Regions from separate parts of the Ovis aries genome. Here all the other regions are linked to region 2. A link is a contact called in public Hi-C data. All regions are on one chromosome and are shown on one strand. The core of a region is the stretch at or near the end of the contact, and the rest is flanking DNA. Distances in the headings are between cores, read along the strand shown. Region 1 overlaps PTPRG (protein tyrosine phosphatase receptor type G). Region 2 holds the start of PTPRG (protein tyrosine phosphatase receptor type G). Region 3 overlaps PTPRG (protein tyrosine phosphatase receptor type G). Region 4 overlaps PTPRG (protein tyrosine phosphatase receptor type G).

Evidence for each region. A called contact is a pair of places that touch in the nucleus more often than the background predicts.
Region 1: a Hi-C map of tail adipose tissue shows a contact between it and region 2, with 8 times the contacts expected there. The contact joins the enhancer-like site here to the promoter of PTPRG in region 2. A contact is called at or near these places in 4 of 16 Hi-C or Micro-C datasets (hypothalamus, omental adipose tissue and tail adipose tissue).
Region 3: a contact with region 2 is called in a Hi-C map of hypothalamus, with 4 times the contacts expected there. The contact joins the enhancer-like site here to the promoter of PTPRG in region 2. A contact is called at or near these places in 2 of 16 Hi-C or Micro-C datasets (hypothalamus and tail adipose tissue).
Region 4: a Hi-C map of omental adipose tissue shows a contact between it and region 2, with 2.9 times the contacts expected there. The contact joins the enhancer-like site here to the promoter of PTPRG in region 2. A contact is called at or near these places in 2 of 16 Hi-C or Micro-C datasets (muscle and omental adipose tissue).

Annotation. Positions count from the first base shown.
Region 1 is chr19:39,267,902-39,271,303 of ARS-UI_Ramb_v3.0, reverse strand. PTPRG (protein tyrosine phosphatase receptor type G) reads left to right here. Exons shown (of 29, transcript XM_060402273.1): 10 at 2,142-2,250. Among named protein-coding and RNA genes, the nearest start is that of CEP15, 160 kb to the right of the region's middle. Within about 2 kb of position 1,648, at least 6 of the 54 cell types and tissues checked have an H3K27ac peak or open chromatin away from gene starts, as enhancers often do.
Region 2 is chr19:39,928,241-39,931,797 of ARS-UI_Ramb_v3.0, reverse strand. PTPRG (protein tyrosine phosphatase receptor type G) reads left to right here and starts at 1,261. Exons shown (of 29, transcript XM_060402273.1): 1 at 1,261-2,059. The coding sequence starts at 1,975.
Region 3 is chr19:39,381,845-39,385,493 of ARS-UI_Ramb_v3.0, reverse strand. All of the region lies in intron 5 of PTPRG (protein tyrosine phosphatase receptor type G), which reads left to right. Among named protein-coding and RNA genes, the nearest start is that of TRNAE-UUC, 230 kb to the left of the region's middle. Within about 2 kb of position 2,068, at least 6 of the 54 cell types and tissues checked have an H3K27ac peak or open chromatin away from gene starts, as enhancers often do. A contact at or near this core is called in hypothalamus, where this site is marked.
Region 4 is chr19:39,297,760-39,301,343 of ARS-UI_Ramb_v3.0, reverse strand. PTPRG (protein tyrosine phosphatase receptor type G) reads left to right here. Exons shown (of 29, transcript XM_060402273.1): 8 at 1,994-2,186. Among named protein-coding and RNA genes, the nearest start is that of CEP15, 190 kb to the right of the region's middle. Within about 2 kb of position 2,148, at least 7 of the 54 cell types and tissues checked have an H3K27ac peak or open chromatin away from gene starts, as enhancers often do.

The DNA.
Region 1 (3,402 bases), core at 399-2,898, 660 kb after region 2:
AGAAGTCTTTGGGATAATGAAGCCCATCATTGTATATGTACATGAAAAATGTAATAGCACCGAGTGGGATTCTTAATGACTGTTACTGCTTTTTTTCTTCCCAATACAGAGTCCCCAGGGCCCGTTCAATCACTTACAGAGTAATACTTTCCGTATTGCTTCAGATGACGATTCTTTTACTTCATTTCCATTTATACTTTCAATTTCCCCACTAGATGTTGTTATCTGGGTCACATTAGGGAATGATGAGCTTCAAGAAATCAGAGAGGAATCTGTTGAAAGGCACCCAAGGTTGTGATGTGTTTTAACCTTTTCTCTTGTCAGGACCTGAAGTCCGGGAGGGAGGTTTCTCTTTCTGAGCTGAAGGGGCTTGCATTAATCAGCAGAAACTAGCTAGGCGCTTATTCGGTTTCTTATACTAAGTGGGAGATAATTAAACATGCAAAGATGAATAGATACCAGCTCAGAGTGAATTCTAATAAATCCCTGCTTAGAGGAAGCGAAGATTTTTGCTCTGCACAGAAGACGAGGTCACAGGTTTAGAGACTGAGGCATAAATGAGTTTCAGAGAAAGAGAGAGATGTAGAGAAAAACATGCTTTGACAGCAAGTTTTTTATAAGGATTTCTAGGGGTGGTTCTTTTCTTTGGGGACACACAAAATTAATTTTCTTAATTCCTCAAGAAGTTGAGAGTGCTGACTTAGTGGCAGCAAAGCTTTTCTCCAATTTAGGTTTCTGTGGCCCAGAAACATTCCCCAAGCATTTTCCTGGCTTTTGCCAGCATCCCCCTGACACACGCACCCTCACTGCCAGCCTGGGGAACAGGTGTTGTTGCCTGCCTTTTCCAAAAGGTAGGCTGAAAGTGAAATAATGGGACCCTAACCTCCCGCTCTACCCAGGAATACATTTGCTAGGCAGCAGGCAGCAGGCATGGCCACAGTAACTTGTTAATGCCTCTGCAGAGGTTTTCAATAGCTACCTTGGGGGAAACCCACTCAGTGGTTAAGCTTCCAGAGCTGCTTTCTGGACCTGGCCCAGAATTCAGTGACGAGACATTTCAACATCAGGGAGTCTTTAAAAATCAGTTGCTTTTGCTATTTGTTTCTTTGGGTAAGCAAGCCCTGCCAACTTTTTAGGCACTTTCCATTTTCTGATTTTTAAAAGTCTCTTGGAGTAAAGCTTTGCGGGATGGGGATCTGGATTTGGCTCCTGACCTGGGACCAGGGATTGGAAAACTTTTCTCTTGAAAGAGTCAGAGAGTTAAGATATTAGGTTTTAAGGCATCTGTGGGCAACTACTCAACTCTGCCACTGAAGGGTGAAAGCTGCCACAGCAACAGGGAAATGAATGTGTATGGCCGTGTGCCAATAAAACTTTATTTACAGAAAACAAACAGCGGGCCAGACTGGGGCTGTGGGCTGTCACTTGCCAACCCCTGTGTTAGACCAGGGGCGTGGTTTCTATTGTGTGGTGAGGACTACCAATCAAGGCTTGCTTGACCTGTGTTGTATGACAATCACAAGAACCCTGCGAGGGAAATCTTACTCTCTCCGCTTAACAGCTGGAGGGAGCAGAGGCCAAAAGACATTGAGCAGCTGACTCAGAATCACAGAGCTGGTGAGTGGCATGACACAGGTAGATCTCTTGTCCTCTGACTTCCGGTCGGGTATTCTTCCAGCTTCATGCCTTGTGTTATCCAAGGTCAAGGTACAACAGTGCCTTTAAACTGCAAAGAAACAGTAACACAGAGACTTCGTTGTGGCTTCTCTAAACTCTGCATGGCCCCGGAAATTCAGTACACTTGATGATTCTAGATGGTAAATCATTATCGTTTACAAGGTAGAGCAGTTTCGATAGAAGTCCCAGCCTCATGGGTACAAACAGGGCTGAAGGCACACTCCAAGACGGAGTCCAGCATCTATGTCGAGGCTGGTGTCCCTTCTCTGACTCTACATATTTTTGTGTTGAGAACATACTCCCAGGTGAGGTTGCTTCTGAATGCTTGTTCCTTTCAGAGTGAGCCTTTGGTCAGTGAGGAAGCACCGTGTTTGCTGGGCTTTGCATGGCACCCAGAAACCTACATGTGATGCTTAACAGTCTTTTATATTCGGCTTTACTCCTGTCCTTTCCTCACCCTGCAGAAAGCCACCATTAGCCACGTCTCACCCGACAGCCTTTACCTGTTCCGGGTCCAGGCCGTGTGTCGCAACGACATGAGGAGTGACTTCAGCCAGACCATGCTCTTCCAAGGTGAGGAGCTGGCCTTCTCGTCTGCCCTGAGCCCTTCTCCTTTGGGCTTTGTCTTTTTTCCTGTTCCAGTACGTACACATGAGACTACAAACCTGACCTCTAAACATCAGTGTGGGTTTTTGCAGTCACACCTGAAAAGCCTGGGCCATTTTGGCCTGTCTTTTAGGTAGGAGGTTTCACAGGCAAGAGGAGGGGAAGAAGGGTGAAGTGATTATTTTTAAAAATTAACGTTATTTTCCAACCGTGCATGTGTCTGCTACTGTATCAGATCATAGAATTGTCTCCTAGCCACAGGGAGGAGTGCTGTCTTTGGATTTTGAGCATGATCTAGTTAGCTGATTTAGGGTCTAGTGGAATGTTTCAGCTCAGCTTTGGGGCATGGCAAGAGGAGAATGCACTTTGGTGAAGAATTTAAAGGAGCTCTTAAAAACTTTGTCATCAAGATGTCATTAAAGATGTCATCTTTAAATGGAATATTTTTTAAACCAAAATCAGTGTAAAATACCCATGAACAGCAGCAAAAAATCAAAACTTTGCGTGAAGACAGGATATTCTCTGTCTTACTTGCCCCACGATCATCTCAGTCCTGGTTCCAGTAAAACTTGATTGACAAAAATTGGCAGCTGGCCTGTGGGCTGTAGTTGGCAGACCTAGTTTTGTGAAGCGAACTAAGACCAGTGTGGAGGGAGCGACCAGGGCATCAGGCTTTGCTCTCCCTGTCTGAACCTCCCTGGGAAGGTTCTTTACTTCCTGGATCCTCAGTTTCAGAGGCACAAACCAGGCCAATGCGTCTTCACATTTGTAAGTTATGTATCTGGGTTGAAGACTTTGGACATTTTCCCTAGAAAATGCCAGAAGTTTGCACATCACAGCTTCCAGGGTCTTTACAGAAACCTGTAAACCATAGATCCGGCTTCACTGTCTGGAATCCTGTGAAGAATGCACATTCACTGGCCCCTCCCAGACTAATCATCTCGGAATCTCAGAGGATGAAGCCCAGGAATCTGAATTTGAACCAGATGGCTCAGGTACCAGGCATGCAATGAGAGATGGAGAAGTTGCTGACTCAGAGCCGGGGCCTGACATGAGGGCCCCACGTTGAATCTTGGCTGCCACGTGATCTTTCTGTGACTCTGAAAATGTTGACTAATG
Region 2 (3,557 bases), core at 12-2,511:
ATCCGGCTGGGCTGTTTGGTTGGGTGGGGGACCCTGCGGGGTGGGCTGAAGCAGCAGGGGCAAGTTAAAAACAAGTCTAGATGGCGTTTAAACAGAGGCAAAAAAATTAGGCAAAAATTACAAATGGCTAATTACTTTGGCTCAGTTACACGTTTAATCAAAAGCCCGCCTCCCCCACTTTAGCACCGGCGTTAAGAGGGGAAAATAGGGCGCTTAGAAGTCTAAGCGATAAAGATCTTTCTCTCCACGAACTAAAGGACAAAACTCATTACAGATAAGCCCTGTTCTCCCATTTCCCTCGGACGCCTCTCCACGATTGCTAAAGAGGTTGCCGCTCCCCGCGTAGCTGCCAGGAAATCGGTCCAGCCCCGGGGCGCAGCTTTCACCCAGCGAGGGGTAAGAGGCGCACTTCCTGCGGCCTCCCCGCCACCAGGCTGGAGTGCGGGAACCTTCCCTCCTCCCGTGGAGCGGCGAGTTGGGAAATCTCGGCCACTGATCAGCCGTGCCGTGGGGAAAGGGGGCGTGGGACTCGAAAGGGCTGGATCTTGCAAGCCTAGGATCGGTATTCCTCCCCTCCCCCACCCCTCCCCAGCCGGGAACAAGGCCAATGGAAGCCCGAAAAGGGGGGAAAAAAATTAAATCGCAAAGCGGAGCCGGAGTGCAAAGGCCGCTCGGCTTTGTTTCCTGGCGGGGAATTCATCGGGCTGGGGGCTCGAGCAGGGGACGAGCAGGGCGCGCCCCGCCGTGGCGCTGCCAGTGCGAAGAAACCCAGCATGAAACCTTGCAGCCTTATAAACGCAGCCGGCCGCCCCTTCCTCTCCTCAGACCCGAGCCGGGGTCCCCCCGACTCTCGCCATCCGCGAGCAACGCAGACGGGGGCGGGGGGAGACCGAGCCAAGCCCGCTCAAACAGTGGCGTCTTTAAGAGCTCGAAAGACGGGAAACAGGCAAAGACTCGCCAGCCCGCGAAAGCAGTCGCCCTCCTCCCTCTCTCCGAGACCCGACCAGAGCGGGTCCCCAGTCCCGAAACTGCCCCGGCCGGCTCAGCAGCGCGCGGGGAGAACCTAGCTGTGGGACGCCCGAGGCGGGAGCCCCGCGCTGCAGCTTTAAGAGCTCGCGGCGCGCGCGCCCGCGACCGGCAGCCCGGCTGCGCGTCCCCGCGGTCGCCGCGCGCCCACTGCTCGCGCGCCACCGCCGCCGCCGCGCGTCCCCGGCTCGCTCGCTCGCCGGCTTTAAAGTCTCTGCCAGGATCCATGCTCACATGTTACTTCCTGTATGGAGGCATGGCTAGTTTCCAGCCCCGCGCTCCCCGATCCTCCCCAGCTCGCGCCAGAGCCACAACTTTCAGGAGCATGGACTGAAGGCGCCCTCGCCCTTGCGCCCCTCTGAGAGCCTTTGTGTTTTCCTCGGTTTCCTCCGGCTGTTCTATTTTGGGGGCTCTTCGCTCTCCCCCCGCCTCTACCCTCCCCTTCCCCGCTTGCAAACATGCCTCCTTCCTTCCCTGGGCCCTGGAAGGAGCTGCCTGCCTGAAGCCCGGAGACGCCGCGCCGCGCTCAGCCCCGCCGCCGCCCGCCGGCTCTCGGGCTCCGCTGCCGACTCAAGTTGGGGATCTTCGGCTACTCGCCGCCGCCGCCGGCGGTCTCTGCCTGCCCGGGGCTCCGGGCATCGCCGCCGCCCGCCGACTCCTCGCCCTGCCCGCTCGACTCGCTCCTTTTTGAACATAAAGCAGCTCTTCTCCGCCGAGGATCGTCCCCAGCGTGGCTCCGCGTTCTCGGCCACTTTTTGAGATTTTCTGGGGGGCGCTCGGCGGCTTCCCAGATTCCAGAGGGGGACTCGGGCGGCCGAGCGCGGGGGCCCCGTAAAGCAGGCGAGCAGGCGAAGAGCCGGGGCTTAGCGGAGGCTCACACCGAGGCAAGAACTTATTCAACAAGTTTACCCCCCCCTGCCTTCCTCTTTTCGATGTGCGTTTTCGGACATGCGGAGGTTACTGGAACCGTGTTGGTGGATTTTGTTCCTGAAAATCACCAGTTCCGTGCTCCATTATGTCGTGTGCTTCCCCGGTGAGTGCTGACCGCCGAGGGGACGCGGCCCTGGCCAGCGCGCGAGGGGGAAGCGGAGTTGCCGCCGGGGCATGGAGCTCAGGCGCCCGTCCCAGGGACCCCGGAGAGGGTTAAGTGGGGGTCGAGCACCCGGGGAGGAGAGAGGGATCCGCTCCGCTGACTCTGGCGGCGTAATTTAGGGAGGCTTGTGGTTGGGGAGGGTGGAAGCAAAGAGCTGGCCGGGGAGAGGAACGGGAGCCGCAGGGGTCTATTTCTCGCTCGGCTTTGGGGGCCTGGGGGATCCGGAGTCGGGAGAAGACTCGTTCCGCTGCTCCGCCGCTGTGCAGGAGAGCTAGAGCTCTGAGGCTGTTGGGGACAGTGGGGCTATGGGGAGGATGCCTCTGTGGGTTTGTGGGGGCCCTGGGTGCGTTCCCCGCTCAGGCGAGGATTGAAGGAGCTCAGAAGGGGGGATTGGATTTGTTGCTCCGCGACTCTTTGGAGGGGCTGATGTTCGTGGAGTGGAAGCTCGAGGTTGGCCGTGGAGGATTGGGGATGTCTGGAGCAGCCTGCGTTCGGGTCTCGGGGGTCAGGGACGACCTCAGCTCGGGGCTGGGGCGCGGGCTGCGCTTCGGTGCCGGCGCGAGGGAACCTTCCTGGCTCGGGGACCTGGGCGCGGTGGGAGAGCAGGGAGCAGGAGGTTTAAGGAGATCCGTGACTCCCCCATCCCGGGCCCGCGGCCCCCTTTGCTTGGCTGGGCTGCTCGGGTGGGGGGCGGGCGCGGGTCGGCGGCTGGGTTGCTGTTCGCTCCCGGGCGGATTTTTTTTCTGTCTCGCGCCCTGCCTACCTGCATCTTTGCCTTTTTGCAGGCTGTTAGCAGCTGGCGGACCCACACCCTCACCTTTCTGGTCGGGTTAAGATAGGAACACTGTTGACCACTGATGAAGATAATAAATCACCACACGCAGGGTGTGCGGCTCAGCGATCCTCCGCTTCCAGCCCTCCATCGGCCGACCCGCCGCCTTCTTTCTGCTAGGGGAGGGCAGAGGCCAGCTGCCTCCCTCTTCCCTCTTGCAGCCCCCTTTACACCAGGCTGCAGCCTCGAGCTCCCTTGAATCTGTCCGACCCCCCTCTCCCTGGTGGAGGCTACGTCCCCTCTCCTAGTCGGGGAGAGGGTGGGAAGAAGGGGACCATTCATTTTTAATTCTTTGCTCTCCTAAGGACAAGGAAGCCCCCGTTTTTCTGTCTTTTCATCCACCAGCTCCTGGATATTCAGAGGTGGGGGTTATCCAGGAAAAAGGAACGTGCCCTCCCATGTTTATGCTCCCGCTGGTCACAGCCGCCTGTCCCCTGGTGGCCCGAGCGCAGATTTTGGTGCAGCGGGTCCCCCAGCTGCGTCGTGCGCCCTGGAGCAGGGTGCGGGCGCTCTTGCTTGCTCTCGGGGATTGGCAGCGAGGGTCCCCTTTGCAGGCAAGTGGGTGCCTCGAGGGGTAGAGAGGCAAAGCATGGTCTTGTTTCGGCA
Region 3 (3,649 bases), core at 819-3,318, 550 kb after region 2:
TTATTTTTTTTTTTTACCCATCTTGAGAAATGGTTTTTCTGTTTTAATGAACAGCACATTTTCTATCATGGCTATAGATAATTTTCTTTTTTTTTTTTTCCTTAACGTACGACTGGACCTGTGGGCAAGGTGAAATGAATGCCTCTACTCCATAGAATGAAGGGAGAAGGAAGGGAGCAGAGAAAGAGAAAGAAGGAGAAAAGGAAGGAGTGAGAAGGAAAGGAGGAAAAAAATATTAAACCCACTACCAAACACCCAGCAAAAAAAAAAAAAATCTAAAAACTATTTTTGAGTCAGAGACTGAGTGAATTTGTGTCAGGGACTCGTGATGGATTTTTACAACTTCTTCCTTAGACTGCTTTTGGGAATAATTGAAGGAAACTAATATGATTGCTAATTGATCCCTTTCCAGTTGCTGCTGTTTGAATATCATCCTTCTCACATTTTCCACATCCTTGGTTTTATCCAGCTATAAGTTCAGTTCTTTCACTACATTGCCTAGAAGTGTAATTTCAGAATGTTTTGGGCTAATTAAGAGACTTTTTTTTTTTAATATACACGCAAGAATTAAAATACATATGTTTCAATTAAACTTTTTTAACAGCTAATTGATTTCACAAGACCTACCATTACGTGAAGGCCAGAGTCATCGTTAATGTGCAGGTGCAATCGTGGAATAGATGTGTGGATGTACAACATTGCATTTATGCCCTGTGAGGTGTTTTCAGTACATCTCCTGTCTGCAAATGGCCTGTAATTCAAATTTCCTCTTAGTGGACATTATGGAGAACTATAATTGGCGAAGCATTACATAATTAAGAAACTTTGAAAGAGACCATGTGAAAATCTTCTTTAATTAAATATTGCACTTCAAGGACAGTCACCAAGTTCTTTGCCTCTGTACATCACTAAATGACAGTTTAGATTCTACCATTTACTTTAGAATTTAGATATTTTGACCAGTCACTGAATCTGATTGTCATAGTCTCAGATGAAACACTGGGAACTCTATAGTGATCCCATTAAAATGACAGAAGAGAGACTGGCTTCTGAGAGTGAAGTGGTTGGCCATGGTCCCATAGCTCTTTGAAATCTACTAAGCTAAGAATTCTAGTTTTGTTACTGTGAATCCAGTTGTCTGATTTTTCTTAAGCTCTGATTTCCCTGAAGTAGATGTACATACTTTAACTATTAATAATTAGATCTCTTGGGACCACTCTACACACAAAGTATCTTGCATCCCAAGGTTAGATGTGAGGGACAACTCTCTTCTTTTCCTTCTCTTTCCTCTAGGTAAACTAGTTGAAAAGATGCTTCTAAACAGAATGCAAGCACTTCTAATAAAAGTTAGTGTTTATCACAGACTTAATTCATGTGATCTTTACTGAGACCCCCCCCCAAGGTATTATTGTATCCATTTTACTGATGTACAAGGTGAGGCATGGAACTTTTTTCAGTATAAATTACTCAACATCGTATCAGCCAATAAATGTTGGAGTCAGTATTTCAACAGCAGTAGGGTATCTCCAGGGTCTTGCTCTTTGTGTAAAACTGAATCAGAAAATTTGGCTGTTCTGTTGGAGAGGGTAGAGAAAGAAGTGTATATCATTGGTACCAGTTATTATATATGTATATGTGCTTCGGAGCCTCTCTTAATTTTTCCAGTACCCGAAAGGTATTTTCTCATAACTTAAAATTTTGTCCTTACTCTTTTTGCCCATAATTAAAACCTTTGATCTCATTCTAAATTCCCTTAGACTCTGTGCCTGTAATTAGTTTATAGATTTGATGACAGCTTTCTTTCTTCTGCCTTTTCCCTTTTATGAAAAGGCTATAAAGGGAATTGAATGAATGGTATGGTTAGATAAGGATACTGTGAGTGAACAGGGTTAACATTTGAACAGTCATTTATTAACTTTTTTAATGGCAGTGGTTCTTTGAGGGAAGGGTGCAGGGGGTTTTCCCCCCAGAGGACCTGAAACCATGTCTGGCGACACTTCCGTGTGTCGCATTGGGGTAGTGGTGCTACTGGCATCTAGTGGACAGAAGCCAGGGTTGCTGCTCGGAATTCTGCAGTGCACAAGAGAGCCCTTCACAACACAGTTTGATCTGGCCCAAATGTCAGCGCTCACATTGAGAAACCCAGCTTTGCGTGAGGATACCAGAGGGTTTTGCTCTCAGTAGATGTGGGCTATCCGGGCTGCTTGGGTTATTCTGCTAGCTGATGGCTGTAAGAATAACGAAATCATCCCATGCCTGAGAAGTCCCCTAGGACTCTGGTCAACCAGGGTTTGACTGGATTCTAAGATAAGACTTAAAGGCTTAGATGCCTGTTTGCAGGGAAGGAATGAAAACGCAGATATAGACAACGGGCTTGTGGACACAGTGGTGGAAGGAAAGAGTGGGATGAACGGAGAAAATAGCATCAACATATATACACTACCGTGTGTAAAATGTATAGTGAGTAGTCACTGTATAATGGGGAGCCCAGCCTGGTGCTCTGTGCTGGAATGTGGGGAAGGGAGGGAGGCTCACAAGGGAGGGGATCAGTACAATTATGACTGATTTGTGTTGTTGGTGGGGCAAAAACCAACCCAACACTGTAGAGCAATTTGAATCAACCCTGCTTCTAGGTATTCCAACCTCATCTCAGCCCCTAGAAATTAAAGAACCCAGGGGAAATGTGTTCCCAGGCACTGCAATGATTTGTGAAACAAGCACCGATTTAATAGTACATTCACTTAGACCTAGAAAAGTAGACAAAGGTTAAGAGCATGTGCAAATGCCTTTGAACTAGACTTCAGTGGGAGCTGGTTTGAAAAACTGAGAGATCAAGGAAGCTCCCTTGGTGTAGGCTATAGGAGACTATGTCTCCGTGAATCACAGGATGCTCTTGTTCCCACGGCCCCTGCACTTTCCTAGGGCAGGATTTTAAAGCTGTTAACGCTGGTTTTATTTCAGAGGTCTGTTACGGCTTCTCTCAAAAGGTTTTGACTCTTTGGCCGTCTCGGCATTGTCTCAGAGGAGTGAGGAACCGTCTTGAGCTGGGTGAATCCGATTGTTACTCACCTGTGGTGCTGCTGCATTGAGTTGCCCAAATGAGAAGCTTGCAATTCTGAGTTCAGGGTTTACATGAAAACTGCTGTTGGTTTTCTTTGTCTGTAGGATCTTAATATATATGATACAAGTGCGCTTGTCTGAAGCCCAGAGCTTTTGTTCTCTGTGTGCTCTGGATGAGGCTTACCTGTCTTCTGTTAATATTTTTGGTTCCTGGAATGTGCTGAATCTTCATTGCTGCACAGGCTTTCTCTAGTTGCGGAAGGCAGGGGCTCCTCTCTGGTTGAGGCGCGCTGGCTTGTCTTGTTGTAAAGCATGGGCTTTAGGTGCGAGGACTTCAGTTGTAGCATGTGGGCTCAATAGTGCTTCGTGGGCCTAGTCGCCCCCGGCACGTGAGATCTTCCTGGACTGGGGAACAAACTGGTGTCCTCTGCATTGCAACGCAGATTCTTAATCACTGGAGCACCAGAGGAGCCCTATCTTTTTTTAAAACTTTTAGTATTTATTTGGCTACACTGGGTCTTATTTGCAGTATATGGGATCTTTAGTTGCAGCATGTGGGATCTAGTTCCTTGACTAGGGACTGAACCCG
Region 4 (3,584 bases), core at 899-3,398, 630 kb after region 2:
ATTTTTAGGAGTTATTTTCTCTGAGAAAATCCTGAAAGCTCCTCTCACTTTGAGACGCTTGCAGTTCTGATCTTGGTAGTCTCTACCAAGTGTGTGCACCTTGCTAGGTGGAGCTGATTTTTCCCTTTCTGCACCTCCAATTATTTTCATCTGAATAGGCCACCTGTGGACAGCGTAAACAGTCCAGTTTTCTTAATTATTCTGCTTTTATGGCCTTTGTCCCTTCGTGATACATAAACAGGGACCATCACAAGGAAGAATGGAAGAAAGACAAATTCTAAATAGCAACCACGTGAGTTGTTAGAAGTTCTATAAATTGTAGAGAACTAGAATAAGAGGGGAATAACAGGCTACTTTTGCGTGAAAGATCACCCTGTTTCTATTCCCTTGAGGAAAAAGCAGAAAAGGTTTCATGGTTTATTATCACTTTCCATGTGCAGGAGAATTGGGAGAGGAGGTGGAATGATGAGTGAATCTGTATACTTAAATGATTTTTCTTGACGGTGTAAATTCAGTACCTTTTCATGCAAACAGAGGAGTTTCAGACTGTAAGCCAGTCATTTTCTGTCATTCTGTGAGGCTGTTAGAGAAACACTGGGGTTTGTCCCAAGCTTCAAGACGTCCATCCAGAAATCCCGGTCCTAATTCTCTTATTATCCATTGGCTTAACCACCTCCTGGTCCTGTTAAGTTTAGGGAAGCCACTCCATCTCATCTTGGGAAGTGGCTTTCTATTTTCCCTTGTAATCCTCTCCACTTAGGTCACCACAGAGCATTGAGTACAGTTCCCTGTGGAGATGCTCGTTAGTTGCCTGTTTTATACACAGTAGTATATATATGTCTCCCAATTTCCCAGTTCATCCCACTGCCACCCTCTACCCATGGCTGTACGTACATGTGTTCTCTACCTGTGTCTCTATTTCTGCTTCCCAAATAGGTTCATCTGTACTATTTTTGTAGATTCCATACGACCTTTTTTATGCTATGCAGAATGTTGAGGGCCATAAAGAATCCTTTTTGATAGTATAAATAGGATCCTGGAGTCCTGAATTTTTCTTTAATTTCCCCTGAAAGTGTAGACAGCAGTCTTGAGGAAAATGTTTCCTAGTAATATTAATAATAATGACACCTAATCTTTACGACGGGCTTACTGGCTGCTTCATAGATTTTAATCTTTTTAACAACCTTAAGAAAGGCAGTACTAGTATCGTATCCATTTTATAGATGAGGAAACCTGTGTTACAGAAAGCTTGAATAATTTGCCTATGATTACCCATCTGATAAATGTTGAACTTCAGTAGTTTAACCTGCACATCATGGGCTTGTCAACTTTGTAACACAGTAACTGCTGAACTGTATCCCTAGTATATAAGAAGGTACTTAGTAAGAATTTTTGATAAATTGCGAATATTTCTAAAGTTCTTCTGTTCTTGGAACTGTTTTAATGACCACGCATGGATAATCTCATTTACTGCTGACGCAAACCCAATCCGGTCGATGTTGCAGTAATTCTCACCATTTTACCAAGGAAGATTTGAAGCTCAAGAGAAGTTAAACAACTTTCTCAGGGTCACAGAGTGGTTGAGCCATGGAGCTAGAATTCCCACCCAGGAAGTCTGAGTCTCAAACTTACCAGTTTCACTATGTAACTCTGTGCTGCTTCCTGTAATATGGAAATTCTTGCCAGGCGTTGGGGTAGGGATGGCTAGGGGGTTGCTGCAGAAAGACCCGGCCTCTTGTCTGAGACACGAGCTGCAAGAGTCCTAAGCACCTTCCAATGAAGTGTTTTCCTTTTCAGTTGACAGAAAAGAATCCGCAGCTGGATAAGCCCACTGGCAGTGATTCCAGCCGGCAGCCTGTGTCTGGCTGAGTCTGTCCCACTCAACTTCGGGCACCTCCCAGCACCTTTTGTTCCCATCACCCCTCCTGGGTTTGGACCATGTAGCCTTCTAACCAAATTTCTTTTTTCTCCTTTTCTCTGGTTCTATGTTCAGCTCGAGGCTTTTTATTCCATCTTCACCACGGAGCAGCAAGACCACGTCAAGTCGGTGGAGTATCTGAGAAATAACTTCCGGCCACAGCAGGGCCTGAATAACAGGGTGGTGTACAAGTCTGCCGTTCGTGACGCCTGGAACCATGACATGACAGACTTCTTAGAAAACCCACTGGGGACGGAAGCCTCTAAAGGTACATTTGGATTCAGTGCCCTTGCCCAGAGGAAGATTTCCTTATCATAAATTACTTTAAGTGAAAAGGAGTTCGGAACCAGCCAAGAATTGGAACTTGGCATTAAAAGCATGTTTCTCTGCTAAAAGAGACTTGTCTGGGTGATAAATAGAAGCATTTGTGGGAATAACTTCAGTTAAATAGATATGTTCGGAATTGCCCTTTTGACTAGCGAAATATCAGTCCTTCTCTCTGTAATTTGACCTTGTAGTGTCAGCACTAAACTCGTTGATGTGTTAAAGCTTTTTGGTGTCTTACTTTTTAACTGTTTCCCTGCTGCAATCAGGTGTTTGTCTCTGAGCTCAAACATCAGGACCTCAGACTTGCTTTCAACACCCCAGTCTTCAGCTTTCTTACTAACTTCCATGCTAAGCAAGAAGTACCCCTCCAGCTCTCCACCTCCACCAGACATCATGTAACCTTTTAGATCTATTGTTTAACAGTTCAACTCCCAGATCTGAAAAACATAAGTTTCATAACTTGCTTGTGTCCTAATCTTTTTCCATTTCTCCTTTCTTTCTCATGGGAAATGGTCATGAATTTCTCTCCCAGGAAATTGGAAAGTCTGATTCTACCCTCAGCCCAACCTTCAAGCTCTGTGATTTGTCATAAAAACACAGAGCTCAGGAAACTCTTGGAGGAATAAGGTTTGTCAAAGACCCAGTATTTGGAAGGGAGGAAGGAAAAAGAAGGTATTTCCTTTGGGTTTGAAGAGATGGGTCTTTCCCAAATCAGTTCTCTCCTTTGAAATAGTGAGCTTGGGTGATGTGGGAAGCATTTGTCATTTATTGACGTTGACAGTAGACTGTGGTATTTTTAGCGTCGTGAGTTATATGCAAGGGCTTTATTTCAGGAGTGTACATACCCCTCCCTCCAATAAAAGGGACCAGTTTACTGGCATATGACCTTTATAGGAACAAGAGGAGTGAGTTGATATTCCAGAAATAACTGCATTGATGTGCCCTTTGATGATAAGAATGAGCCCATTTTCCAGGCTCATGTATCTGTAAAGGAGCTAAAAGAAGAGGAAAGGGAGTTTTAACAATGTGATCATCTCCTTCCTGTTGGTGTAGTTCTGTCAGAGGATGGTGCGAAGAAGCTAGTCTGGCCAGGTTCCATCAAGACATAATTGAGAATCAACTAATTTGGGGCTGACACTTTGTCAAGGGCATCATTTATCAACTGGGAACAGCAGGAAGGTTGAGAAGCACGCAAACCTGTAAAATATCTTGGATTGGACTGGCATGAAGAACCTCATTTGGCCAATTTTTTTTTTTTCAATCCAAGTTAAAAATAAAGCAAACGGCCAAACTGTAAAGCTTTCTCCCAAGAGAACATGCTTAGGGAAAGGAGGACTTT